Linked DNA regions of Mus musculus: region 1 is linked to region 2. A link is a contact called in public ChIA-PET data. All regions are on one chromosome and are shown on one strand. Each heading gives the region's core, a stretch centred on a gene start, on an enhancer-like site or on the middle of the called end of the contact. The rest is flanking DNA. Distances are from core to core; before and after follow the strand shown.

Region 1 (6,763 bases), core at 2,818-5,317, 190 kb after region 2:
ATAAGGACCATTTTAAAGATTTCTTAAAATGAAATAAGACTATTCTTGCTGTCAACAACTCCAAGGCTGCTGGGTAAGACAAGAGACCTGGGAAGGGTTGCCCCATTATGGGAAACACTCTTAGTGACATATACTCATGGTCAGGACAGCCAAAGGAGAAACAGACAACGATTTAGGGACAGGCCCAGCCAGGTCAACAGCTAGTCTTTTAAAATCAGGAGAGACCAAACAGATGTGTACAGAACCACTGCTCAATAAACTGAATACCACCAGTTCAGTTCACTTTTCCCAGTCCTCAGAGGAAGCTCAGGTTTGAACAAAAATCATTCTGCAAAGAGAGCACCAATTACTCCTTAATCCCTCTGCCTCACCTGTCTGGGAGACTGGCGGAACAATGCCATCCAGCCTTCTGGCCTGCCTGACTTCCATTCCATCCAGAGTAGAGAGACAAGAAAAAGTAAAATCCAACATCTCGAATTGGCTGAGCTCTTAAAAATGTCAGCCTGGTGGGAACATGAAAACCGTTCTCGTCTCCAGAATGAAGCCAGAGAGATCCCAGAGTCAGCACGCACATCACAGCACTGAGCATGAATGGACTGTAGCTCAAGGAAAACACAAGCATCTGCCAGCGACATCTTGGAGACAACTGCGGGGTGGGAGTGTGGGCTGAGTGTGGCTCACACGAGGAAGCCGGGGAAGCCGCTGCCAGTGTTTGTGTTTTGAAATGTCACTGCTTTTTCTGTAAGAGAATGCCTCTGTTTACTGAGTCTAGTCTTGCTACAACCTGCAGGAAGGAAAAACACAGAATAGCAAGGGGAAGGAATCTGATCACCCCAGTTACCTCAAATTGTGTGTGTGTGTGTGTGTGTGTGTATGCATATATGCATACAAGCATATACATGCATGCATATATATAATACACATAGACATATATACACACATATAGACGCATACATGCATTTGTATGCATGCATCTATGTATGTACATATCCACAACCAAATATACCAAACACGCAGACACAGCACACATAGGACAATAGTAATTGTGAATCTAACTGGTGGGGTTTATGGGTCAAGAGCCAGGGTAGAGGAAACTGGCTAAGGCTCTAACCATCCTAGAGCAGGCACATCTACCAGGAAAAGAAACAAGGAAAAGAGCAGAGTTGAGGGTTACTTAACATGTAACTGGCAGAGACTTTAATCAGAATTATAAGTAACTTATTTATCTCTGAAAATTGCCACCACTTTCAGTGTGCTTGGTCTGTAGGGGTTTTCTACTATAATCTCTCCCAGATTTACTGTGTACATAAAAGGTATTTTATGACTTCAGATAATACCGAAACTCTATGGCTCTGGTTTTCACACTTGGGCAAGCAGCGTGCTGTAAATACAAATGACTACAAAATAAGTCACTCAGAAGAGATCAAATAACTGCATTTACAACTATCAGGCTCATGGGGAGAAATGGGGCCTCGGATCTGCACATTCCTCCGATTTTCTCACATTAAATCCTATTTAAAGGTCGCCATAATGCTAGTGGCCACAGTCCCGCCATCCCGTAATGACCCTGGCATAGCAAAATGAAATGGAAACCCTAAGAGTAATTAATGTGAGCAGCCGGGAGGAGAGAACAAAGAGATGGGGCTCACACGCCGTGTACAAGGGCCAGTAGGCTATGGCTCCCTGAAGTCAGGTCCCTGGGTCAGTCTCACTCAGTACCTGTGCCCTCCCCACAACCACACCCCCAACCTCACCCCACCCCCTGACCAGCTCTCCTCACCCCTCCCACTACCCCCCAGCTTGACTGCCCCAACCATTTTGGCTGCACTCTCTTGGTTTGCTTGGTTTCCATGTGCTCTCTCCATCTCTTCTCCTCTGTCTTTCTCTTCTCTTCCTCTCTGTCTTCCTCTCCTCTTCCTGTCTTCTTATCTTCCTATCTTCCTCTTCTCTTGCTCTCTGTCTTCCTCCCTCACTCCCTGACTCCCACAGCCCAGTCCATTCTGTTTGCCATGTTCAGTCTGCACTCTTCCAGATGCCCCTGGCTATGTTCTCCCTCTATCTACAATAAACCTCTTCAACCATACCTAAGAGCGGTCATATCTTCACTTAAATTCACCTGAACCTGTTCTATGTGGGCATAATGTTTTTGTGAACTGTTTAAAGACTATCCTTGTATTATTCAAACGCTGATTTCTCTGCCCGCCCACCCATCTAGTTGCAATCTGGACACACTGTAATGCTTACTCCAAGTATCTCCTGTTTCAAGTTTGTGTAAACATTGCTCCCCATTTATTCTCTAATTTAGCCAATGGCTGGGCAGAAGAGAGAATAGGGAGGGACTTAACACCAGGAAGGGAAAGAAGAAGAGAGAAGATGAAGAAGTCAGCCCAGGAGAGACTCAAACAAGTAGCAAGGGGCATACGGTTGAGATGTAAGTTAAAATAGCTCAGAGCCTTCCCAATCTAGGCTTACAGCTTGTTAATAAAATACCAGGTCTCTGTGTCTTTTACATGAGCTAGCTAGAGTAAAGAACTCATTTACAATCCTAAGATTCTCATTGCTAGTCCATAACACCCCCGTTTTAACAATAAGACAGACACATTTTTCAACTTTTCACCAGAAAACAAATGGTGTTTAATCTCTAAAACTGTACCATAACACGAGAACAAACTACTTTGGATATTTTTTTTCCTTCTAATCCCTAAGTAATCATACTTGTCACGAGTGTCCTGAGAGATTCATCTGCCAGTTTAAACCCATCATCCGCTCAGGCAAGTCACCATGTATGTATGCCTTAGCATCTTCATTACCTCTCCTCTGATACTTCTAAAAATGCCTGTGGCTTACGTCAAACCTTTCAGAAACATCCGGAAATGCTGTCTAAACTGCCTTGGCTCATCATCACCGAAGCTCCAGCCTCAAGGTTCACCTGGCATCCTTTCCATCAGCATCAGTGTTATGCATGTATTTGGAGTGCAGCCTGCCTGGGACCACAGGAAGAGTTAGAGGTCTGGCACCTCTTTCTAGGGTTCTGAAAAACCCCAGGGCCAGGGTCAGAAAAAAACACAGGGTCGGGAACAGAGGTGACACTGGGGGCCACAACTCTCTAGTCTCTGAAATCAGAGTAATGGGGACAGGAGACATTTCCTTGAACAAGCAGTATCCCTGGAATGTGGTCATTACAAACCAAGAATCTTGGAGAGATAAAAGGAGGCCTAGACTTACTGAGCCTCTTCGCATCTGTCAGGTGCTATTTGAGCTTCAGCAAATCACAGTATCTCTGAGTCTGAGGCAGTAGCCATTTAATGGCCAGTTCCCTTTTCATAACGAAACTGAGACCTGGTGGGAATCACTGACTTTGCTACAAAAGCTAAGGCTTTCTCATAAAATCCTGGATGAAACCGCCATCTCTGTCCAAAATGCCTAATATTCTTCTCTGCTTGGAAAGATCCAGAAAAGCTGCCCATGCCAACAAAATGCAGCCCATCATCCCAGAACCCCAACCCAAGCCCAACACAGCCAGTTACAGCTCAGTCGTGGTCCTCAATGAAGAAGTGAGCTCTACAGATCCACTAAATGAGCTATTCAATTATGTCAATGGCTGACAATTACAAGTGACTGGCAGTTATGGCCTGTTATGTGACACTTTCCCAGGAACAAATACAACGTTCCGGGGACCTGTGGCATTCTCACGTGTGACCATGACCGCAGAGTGAGGGTCGGCTGCTCCACTCCTCACAGGTAGGTTCCAAATGTTCTGAGACAGGTCACAGAACCCTAGCACTCCCCAAACCACCTGGTGACAGTGGTCATCAGAACTGTCACTTGGCTGTAGCCAATGGCCACATGTCCTCTGCTTGCTATCCTTTCCTCCTCACTCTCTTTCTACCTACATTTATGTAATATCATCTATGATAGCATTAGAAATAGACTGACTAGAAATAGATCCCTTGTCCACATCCAAAGCCCATGAAGAAAAAATGTGAGGCTTTTAAGGCAGTAGAACTCAAGATAAAAAGTGAAAGTAAATTCTGAAGTGCTGATTCCTCTCCACCCCCCACCCCTGCCCCAGTATCCTCCCACACAACACTGGCCCACAAGGCTTAGAGCTGGGACTTTACACAGCAGGGTGGGTCTAAAAGCAGACATCTATAGGGACAGGACCAAAAAAATGATTAAAAGTGAACGGGAGATAGAGCTGCAGCCCAAAGTAGCAATGACTCAGATTAACAACACACCAGTAGGTGAGGCATATTCAAGGCCAGGATTTTGCGTCATGCTCATTTCTGTCCCAGCCATGGAAAGACCCATGGCATCTTCACGTGTGACAGCAGCATGAGTGTCAGCTGCTCCTCTCCTCACAGGTAGGTTCCAAGCGTTCTAAGACAGGTCACAGAAACTCTAAGCACCCGAGTGGTGACACACAGATGCCTGCCCCTGTGCTAAGCTGAAAAAGTTCCCAACCATCTGAGAAGCTGTGCTTCCCTTAAGGAATTACGTCTCGTTGGTTTGTTTGTTTGTTTGTTTGTTTTGGTTTTTCAAGACAGGGTTTCTGTATAGCCCTGGCTGTCCTGGAACTCACTCTGTAGACCAGGTTGACCTCGAACTCAGAAATCCGCCTGGAATTATGTCTCCATGTCACTAGGAGTTCCCCTCTTTACTTTTCAGTAGTGAAACACGTGAAAATGCCCAGCTCTCTGCTTGCTCGGTTCCCACGGGAGCACTCTGAGAGAGGAACTTCTATAGCAAACACACCAAACTGCACTGCCGTGATCCTTCCCAACCACAGCACAGATGCCATCCATGCTGTGCACACGGTCCAGCTCCAGAAGGTCCTTTTTTTGTTTGTTTGTTTTTTTCACAAGCAGCATTTTATAAAACAGTGTTCATCAGTCCTTGTGGATTTTGACTAGTCTGGCATGTGAAAGCTAAGGGTCAACTTGATGTGGTGGCTCGCATCTGTAACCCCAACCCAAGGAAGTAGAAACAGAAGAAACTACCACAAGTTCATGGGCAGCTTGGTCTGTGTAGTGAGTTCCAGGGCATCCAGAGCTACATACATAGAGAAACCTGTCTCACACTCCCTTACCCCCAAAACAAGCAATAAAGAAGAATTAAGTCTATACAATTACAAATGGGCAAAACCTTAAGAAACCAAAGTTCATTAAGAAACATTTAGAAAGATCAAGGGAAGTTGAGACAGCTCCAATAAACAGCGCACCTTACAAACACAAACCCGGAGTTCAACCCCCAGATCATGCAATTAAAATGCTTTGCATAGCATTTGTAATCCCAGCAGGAGGGGAGGGGCTAGCTAATCTAGCCTGTACAGTATGCTCCAGGACCAGTGAGAGACCCTGCCTCAAAAATCAAGGCAGACAGTGAGTGACAAGAGATATCCAGTGCTGACCTCTGGCACCTATACACATCTGCCTGTAAGAACATGCACTAACACATGCACGTGTGTGCACACTCACACCCCTACACATAAGGCACAAAGAGACTTAGAGGGACCGTCACACTCAGACAAGAGCTAGGCAGCTCTTCATCACCATGGGAAAGAGCCCACATCTTCACAACATCAGCAACACAAGCTTCACTGCCTACCTGGCCCCCACAACGCAGACGAGGCAAGTGACAGAATTAGTTTTAAGAACTCGTCCACTGAAAATAGTATTACAAAGCTTATTGGAGGGGGGTGGGGGTGAGGGGGGGTTGCTCAGTAATAAAAATGAGTTGAACACAACTTTTTCTCCCCAACCTGGAAGCAACAGGAGTGAGTCTGGGAGAGGAAGAATAGCCACAAAGGGCCATGAGCTGGAACCCAAAGTGGCATTCATGCCAAGTGCCCTACGACTCATGTGATACAGACGTCCACATCTCTATGAGACAGGTTCTACTCCTGTCATTCCCAAGGGCGGGTGCCAAGTCCTCCCAGGGAACTCTGAAATTCTACCAAGCTCACCCCATGGAGCTGAGATTCTGACCCTGGGCTTCCGTCAGCTTTGACTCTGCAAACTTCCCAATGAAGAACGCAACACTCATTTCTGAAACAGGATCCTTTCAGCAGACAACGACGTGGACATCTGCGTTGCACCTGGGTGGGGACACAGGTTGGCAGCCTCTCACAAGAGTGTGGGAAGACAAAAATCTAAAATGTGTGAGCAAAGTGGCAACAAAGGAACTCGGGAAAGAAACCGGAAATGAGTGGATAGGAATATGGTGTTATCGCTTTATCATTCACATCAGCAGATCTGCAGCCATAAGCCACAGGAAAGGAACTACTGACCCTATACCCCACTAAAGTCAGCCAAATGAGGATTTTCGAAGGGAAAAATCATTATTCCTCAATACCAAGTGAACGGGTACAGTGCTAAGGGGGAAGAACTCTCTTGGTTTTGGCTGCACAGCCTGAAAAGCCAGCATTAGGGGTTTGGGGAGGGTGTCACAGGAAGATCCGAGAGAGTTTGAGATTAGCCCAGCTACATGGTGAGACTCTGTAGGGAAAAAAATAAAATAAAATAAAAAGCCAAGAAAGAGCTCAAGAGACTAAAACATAATAATAAGTAATAAGTCCAGTCCACAGTGTATATATAGGCAAAAATATACAGTCATAAGTTCATCATGCATATATAGACCAAAATATGTAGTGTATCAATCCACTGTGTGTATGTGTAAACAAAAACATATATCAATCCACCATGTGTAGGTATGGGTGTATAAACAGAAACATTACCAGTCCTGCTGTGTGTGGGTGTGTAGA
Region 2 (7,229 bases), core at 1,673-4,172:
TTGTTGAACTCTGTTCAATGAGAGTCCCTGTTTCAAAATATAAGGTGAAGAGCAATACCTAGTGTTGATCTCCAGCCTCCATATGTATACGGCATGGACACAAACATTGGTTCACATCATGCACTCGTGCTCGTGCACATATGCACGCACACACACACACACACACACACACACACACACACACACACATATACATACATACACTGACCTATGTAGAGAATAAAATTAAATTCATTCACAGAGGAAAGAGACAGGGTTTTAAAAGGTGCATATTGCTAGACTCAGACCTAGGTTCATTAACTTGACAGGTTAACATGTATTTTAGAATCAGGCATCTAGATGCCCAAAACCCCAGCATCCTTTTGTAGACTATTAGTTTAATGCAGACTCAACATTTGCATTTCTCAAATTGAAAATTGAAGTGTAAGTCCTTAGTTGGCATTTGGAAGTAGATAATTATGGTGACAACTATGAGACAAGTACAAGCTCCTCACAAGTGTGACTGATGTCCCTGGCAAAAGATGAAGGGACCAGAACTCCTGCTCTTTGCAGTGAACTTATACCAAGGTACTCCTCTGCAAACCAGAAAGAGAGCCCTCACCAGGGACAGAATGGCCCAACTACTTGATCTTCGATTTTCAGCCTTCAAAATCATAGTAAATACATTTCTGATATGCTCCAGCCCAGTGTATAAAGTTTTTGGAAAGCCAAGACAGTTCCCATCCCCACAGATCTGAAGCAGATTGGAGTTTTCGTCATTTTCATTGAGTTCTTTTATTGGTTGCATCCCGCTCATAGCTCATATTCATTCAAACTGAGAAACTGAATATTCTCAGTCACAGACCTAGAGGTCAGCAGTGCTTAACCTGTGGGGTGCACCCCCTTTGGAGGGCCAAATGGCCCTTTCACAGGGGTCATGTAAGGCCATCAAAAACCAGATATTTGCCAGGTGGTGGTGGCGCAAGCCTTTAATCCCAGCACTTGGGAAGCAGAGGCAGGCAGATTTCTGAGTTTGAGGCCAGCCTGGTCTACAAAGTGAGTTCCAGGACAGCCAGGGCTACACAGAGAAACCCTGTCTCGAAAAACAAAAAACAAAACAACAACAGCAACAAAACCCAAAAAACAAACAAAACAAAACAAAACAAAACAACAAAACCAGAGATTTACATTATGATTCATAACAGTAGCAAAATTACAGCTATAAAGTAGCAACAAAAATAATTTTATGGTTGGGAGTCACCACAATACAAGGAGCTGTATTAAATGGCTGCAGTATTGGGAAAGTTGAGAACCACTGCTCTAGGTAATTTTGGACATATTTCTTTAAGTGATTACTATTCATTCATTTTCATTATCAGAAATATCAACATTACTTTCAGATTCGGTTTTCTTTACTTTCACACCCAAATAACAATATATAGTATTAATGTTCTTGAAAATAGAAGTTTTGATCTAGTATAATTTCATGCTGACTGAGAGAAACTGTCATTATGATTATTACCACTAATATGGATACAAGAACTCTTTGGAGTTAGTTTGTACCTTAAAGAGATCAAGATACTAATTGAACACCCTTTAAACTTTGTTCAAGCATTTAACAATTAGAAAGAATTTGCAGACTTGGGTAATCTTTCATAACTTCAGTTGTGAAACTCAGTTTGAAAAAAAATTACCTTTCCAATAAATTACATTTAAAAGTAGTTAGCTTGGGAGTGATAGAGTATACCTTTAATCCCAGCATTCGGGAGACAAAGGTAGGGGGATTTCTGAGTTCAAGACCAGCCGGTCTACGTAGTAAGTTCCAGGCTAGCCAGAATTACATTTAAGACTCTGTTAATAATAATAATTTTAAGAATTTACCTTAATGCTTTCTCAAAATAACATTCTTTGGTTAACCATTAAACAGGTACACAAATGCCTGCCACATGACACAGAAAAGCAACGTTCTGCGTGGCAGCTCATCCACACAGGTTATATTCCACTGAGCTCAGCTCACCTACTTGTTTTTTAGCCTGACTAGCCACATAACTTGCAAGTCCCCCAGCAAAACTAAGATGGAGAGCCTATACACACAGAGCAGGCACTGGGTCCTTCTGACAGTTTGTTGCAAATGCACAGGCTGCGTGATTATTAAACCAGACAATCTTACAGGTTATACATAGTATCCACAACCTAGCAGCCTAAATACTGGTTTTAAAAACTGCTTGTAATATTTAATTTTCTGAACAAAGTACACTTGCTGGTTAAATTGGATGAAGTTGAGAACTGCTGTAAATGATTAACCAGAAACCCTGACACAGTTCAACTTTTATTGAGGGAAGAGGGGAGAAAAAAATGGACATTGAAAAGAGTTAATGAATGTGTCCTCCTCCTAGAAGCTCCAAATCAAGCAGGTGCAGAGTAGATGTGGAATGAGGGTGGAAATGTGAAATTTCTGCTCAGGTTTCCAAACAACTGCAGAGTTCCACACAAGCCCTTTCCACAAGTTAACTGGGAGAGGCCAGCTGGTGTACTAGAGCCTCATTCTCTTGTTGCCTTCTGGGAGCATCTGAAGCAAGTTACAGAGGTCTAGAGGTCCAGTGTCATGACAGACACACTTTTGGCTCATCCTGACACACCGCGGAAACAGGAACCCGGCGAAAAGTCTCTTGGGAATGGCCTTGTAGGGGAGGGTCGGGGTCCGGGAACTCCTAGTCTCCCTTGGGGTGTATCCATAGGGCAGGTCTGCTAGGAGAGTGCGCGCCCTGGGGGCGGTGTCTCAGAATGGGAGCAGCTCAGGAGGGAGGGCTGGGGAGGAGAGGGGCAGAGAAAGGGAGGGACTTGAGGGCGGGGCCGTGAGAGGGGACCAGAGTAAGCGGCCAAAGGAGGGGACGGGCCCAAAGGGAGGAGCCTCTACGTGGGACCCGCCCCGGAGGCCGGGGCGGGACATATGGTGTGGGCGGAGCCAGAGGCAGTGCTCGGGGCGGAAGCCCCAACCTTCTTCCCTGGCGAGTTAGAAGCTGCCCCTCACCGAGGTAAGATGGAATGGGTCGTGAGTCCCAAGCATTCTCTACTACCTGGTTTTCGGGCGGCTGTGCGCGGACGCCTAGACCTGCGGTGGTGATAGCAGCGGGGAATGGTGACGATCTCTGCACCCTTCCCGCCGCGGTAAGGCAGGCCTCGTCCCGCAGGGCCTGCTAATCGCTTTAACTTCGGGGAGCTGGAAACAATGTGTGACCTGGGGCGCCAGGCTCGCTGGGATGCTCGGGTTGGTGGAGTGCCCGCCGGGACGGCATTTCGCCGAGCATTCCCGCGCGGAGCCCGGGGAACGCTTTCCCTCCGGGATCCCAGCCTGGGCTGCAGGCGACGCCACTAGGGCCCTGAGGTGTCTTGGGCAGCGCGCTCGAGGCCGTGCCCAGTGGTAAAAATTCAGGTGTAGGCGGCCGTCCATAGGTGATTTGTGGTTGAGTCGTCAGAAAGATGGCACTTATGTTATTTAAAATTAATAAAATTCACCATTTTTTATGTAGGCCATATTAGGCCTAATGGTCAGCAATCTATAGGCATTCTTTGAAAAGTTAAAGGAATGAAACCCCAGGCTTCTATAACAGTATTGTTTGTAGTGGGACATACTAGTAAGAAAGTAGACTAAGGTTTTAATTAGCTCTTAGCTATATATAATTGCTATGATGATACTGAGATTTTGTTTTATTTTGTTTTTGAGACATTGTAGTTCTGACTGTCCTGGAACTCACTTTGTATACCAGGCTGTTCTCGAACGCCTGGTTCTCCAGGGATTTAGGGCGCGTGCAACGAAACTTTTAAAGTTCAACTTTTGAGACATTTCAGATATAAGATAGGCTGTACAGGCAAGGATCTAAGTTTAATTTTAAATGTGTTGGGTTTTGCTATAGCGATGCGAAATAAATGCATAGCAGTTTGGCACTAATGCTTAAAATTTGAATATGAAAAGACAGATTTAGATTTTTCAGCCCAGAAGATGTGTTTGAAATTTAGGGACTATGAGTTAGGGGGAAAATATGTGACAAGAACTGGGAAAGGGGCGTGGGGTGGGGGAGTTGGGAACTAAGAATGAAATAGAGGGGGGGGGAGGCAGGACAGGCTTTGAGTAAAGAAATGGTGGTCAGGACTGTGAATTTATGCCTTCCCCAAAGCAGCAGAATATGCTTATTCATTGTGAAGCAGCAAAAGTGTGTTGCCATTGTCAAAGGTCTGTGACTAAGCCCTGACTAAGTCTGGAGGCAACTGTATCTTAACAAACAACATAGGTCCTGAGAAACTTAAGAAAGTTCATTCTTGGGTGAGCATACCAGAATCAGCTTATGCAACCTAGATGGTACTTTGGAGTGTGAACATGTACAAGGTATAGAATATGGTAGGCAGTTTTAACACGATGGCAACTACTGGTGTGTCTACACACAAAGGAGACAGAGTAAATTATGGCATAAAAGATTTTCAACAAATAGAATGCCAGTAAAAGAATGCTTTTTGTAACTAGAGCTTACAGGTCCAAAGCAAGTCAGTAAGTCAATTTTGCTATGAGTTAGGGAATGTAAGTGACCTGGACGAAGCTACACTAAACCTATTTTAAAATATCTTATTCATACTTTAACTTTTTTTTTATTTTATAAACTGTAGTTTTTAGAGCCATTTAACATTTATTATTACAGTGATGCAAACTTTTTTTTAAATTTTATCAGCTTTTTTCTGGTTTTAGTTTTCACAAACTTTCTATAGAAACGAAGACACAATCCCACAATCTTCAGGGTTGATTCACAGGACCACATCCCATGACTGTCTTCTGCATCCACATTTCATCCCATGGAAGTGCTTTAGGGTACATATATGGAGCTATCCTCCCCGGCAGACGCAGTTCCTTCTCCATAACGCCTTCTGTAGTGAGCACCTGCAGGAGGCTCCACACACACACACACACACACACACACACACACACACACCCGCAGACAGTAGCTTACTTATTTCTGTCATCTTGAGTTTGATTTATAAGTGACTGGTGCACATGAGCATTCCTTTCCATTGATAAAAAATCCATGTGATATTTGGTCTCAAGTTTTTAAAGTATTTAAGGAGCTCGTTGAGCTTTGCAAATGGCTCTGTGAAGTCTGTCACTTGGTGTTGTCTTCCCTCTGCAGCTACGTGTGTCCTGGCTGACAGGAACTTTTAGCTCTACTATACTCTTACAGGATCACTGTCATAGATGTAGGATGTCCTTGACTAAACCCTCCCTGTGCTGACTGTCTGTATTAACATAGACCAGACTTGTCATATTCATATGACAATTATCCATGTGACAGAGAAGCAGTATTTGCAATAACATATGAAACATTAAAAGTTAATATTTTGTGTGTTACAAATCAAGCTATCTATGAACGGAGGGTACTTTATCAATGTGTAACTACCCTAATCCTATGGAATTGGCTCATCTGGCTTATTTTTTTTTTTTTTTTTCGAAAGAGAAAAGGAAACAGAAAGTTCCATGATCCTCTAGGCGGCCAGACCACAAAGCAGCTAAGATCTCTGATGGTAGCCCTACCAAAGCTCAAATCACAATTCTCCACTGTACAACTAAGTATCCAGATTAAGAGACAGGACTGAGATTACTCTTAATTGTGCAAAAACATTTTCCAAAATTCACTTTTCAAACTAGCGTTACACTTCTAAGAGTAGCCTACAATAGAATCCAGCCAGCACCCAGTGAGTGACATCACTGATAAGACCACCAACGTGGTAAGGCGTCTTCCTGGTGTCTGTTACTTTAGTTTATATTTTGTATTATATAGAAAGTGCTTCAAGGAGTGGGAAGGAAATCTTTCCATGCCAGGTTTACATCAGAATCAGTTCAATTTTTCTTTATTACATAATAGGTATTTATGATAAAAAATGAATTTCCAGCTTTTTCCATATATTATTTCTATTGCAAGATAATATATTTATATGTGTTCAAATTTATCTTCATAGAGAATCAACAGAGTGACTTCAGAGAAAAGGAATTAACTACCAGGCTTCAAAAGTTTCTGACGACAAGCTATTCCTTAGTTCACAGCTAACAGGCTCATGTTTGCTTGTTGATTTGTTTGAAAGGAGAAATGTTGGTCAAACAAAAATCTCTTGTCACTTTCTTGCAAAAACTCATAAATGTGCATAGAAAAATGCCTCTGGTGCTGTAAGTGTTCTGTAATTTTCTAAATTAATCAGTAGACTAGGATCTGTTAATCAGTAGACTAGGATCTGTTTTGAAGGTCGTGAGGCAGTCCACAACAGTAACAGCAGCAAACCTCACGGTACCGACCTTTTCCAGAATCAGGCAAGTGCCTGTGCTGTGTGTGCGAGTGTGAAAACTGTCGTGTTTAGATAACTGATCTGAGAACAGTTCTGTTTCAAGTGTTTCAGAGGCCTTTAATAGGTCGGGCATGTGTTGGCATGTGCCTTTAATCTCAGCACTTTAATCCCAGTTTCAAGGCAGCCTAGTCTATAAAGTGAGTAAGAGAACATCTAGGGCTACGCAGAGAAACCCTATCCTGATGTGGGGGAGCTTTAAATTAATGGGATTCCTCTTCGTCCCAGGAGGAGAATGGCGCTCAAACAGATTTCCAGCAACAGGTGCTTTGGCGGGCTCCAGAAAGTTTTCGAACATAGCAGGTAAGCATAAGATACCTATCATTCAGCTTTTATCATCTGCTTTGTTGTAGTTTTATATAAAACCTTCACTTATGAACCTGCTTTCTCTCCCCGAAGCGCACTGTCTATCTGACAGCGCCACCAAACTTACCTGTTTCTGGATTGGGCGCTGTGAGATAGGAGAAGGAGAGCCCAGAGAATGTCTTGGTTTTGGTTTGATAGTCTTCTAAAAGTTTCTGGAAAACCATCTGTGTTGTTATTGAAAATTCAGACAACAGCTTCCTGTGAATCTTCTAATATAGTAAAGAAGCCTAGACTTAAATTAAATTGGCAGCATACACAGACATATTTGCCTCCACCAGCTCCTGAAATCTGATCTTACGTCCTTAGGTAAATGCATTAAATACATATACATACACAAATGCATTGAATATACACACACAAACAAATGCATTCAAAACACACACACACATATACACACACACCCCTCATCATGTGCATATGAACCAAGAGGAGATACAGTAGCAGAGGACAGGAGCTGAGGACAATATTTTAGATACAGATATCTAACCACAGATTTAGATATCTAA

The links. ChIA-PET counts read pairs in DNA pulled down with a chosen protein or histone mark.
Region 1: a contact with region 2 is called in an RNA polymerase II ChIA-PET map of memory CD8 T cells, with 141 read pairs. The contact joins the enhancer-like site here to the promoter of Esd in region 2. A contact is called at or near these places in 1 of 484 Hi-C or Micro-C datasets (embryonic stem cells), 5 of 115 datasets of contacts at active chromatin or transcription factors (the 230-238 cell line, effector CD8 T cells, embryonic stem cells and 2 more) and 2 of 9 other capture datasets (adipose tissue and liver).

What each region holds. Positions count from the first base shown.
Region 1 is chr14:74,914,609-74,921,371 of GRCm38.p6, forward strand. The region is part of intron 1 of Lrch1 (leucine-rich repeats and calponin homology (CH) domain containing 1); the gene reads right to left. Among named protein-coding and RNA genes, the nearest start is that of Gm10847, 4.1 kb to the right of the region's middle. Within about 2 kb of position 4,068, at least 56 of the 459 cell types and tissues checked have an H3K27ac peak or open chromatin away from gene starts, as enhancers often do. A contact at or near this core is called in adipose tissue, effector CD8 T cells, liver and 1 more, where this site is marked.
Region 2 is chr14:74,729,375-74,736,603 of GRCm38.p6, forward strand. It overlaps Esd (esterase D/formylglutathione hydrolase), which reads left to right and starts at 2,923. Exons shown (of 9, transcript NM_016903.5): 1 at 2,923-3,014; 2 at 6,586-6,660. The coding sequence starts at 6,593.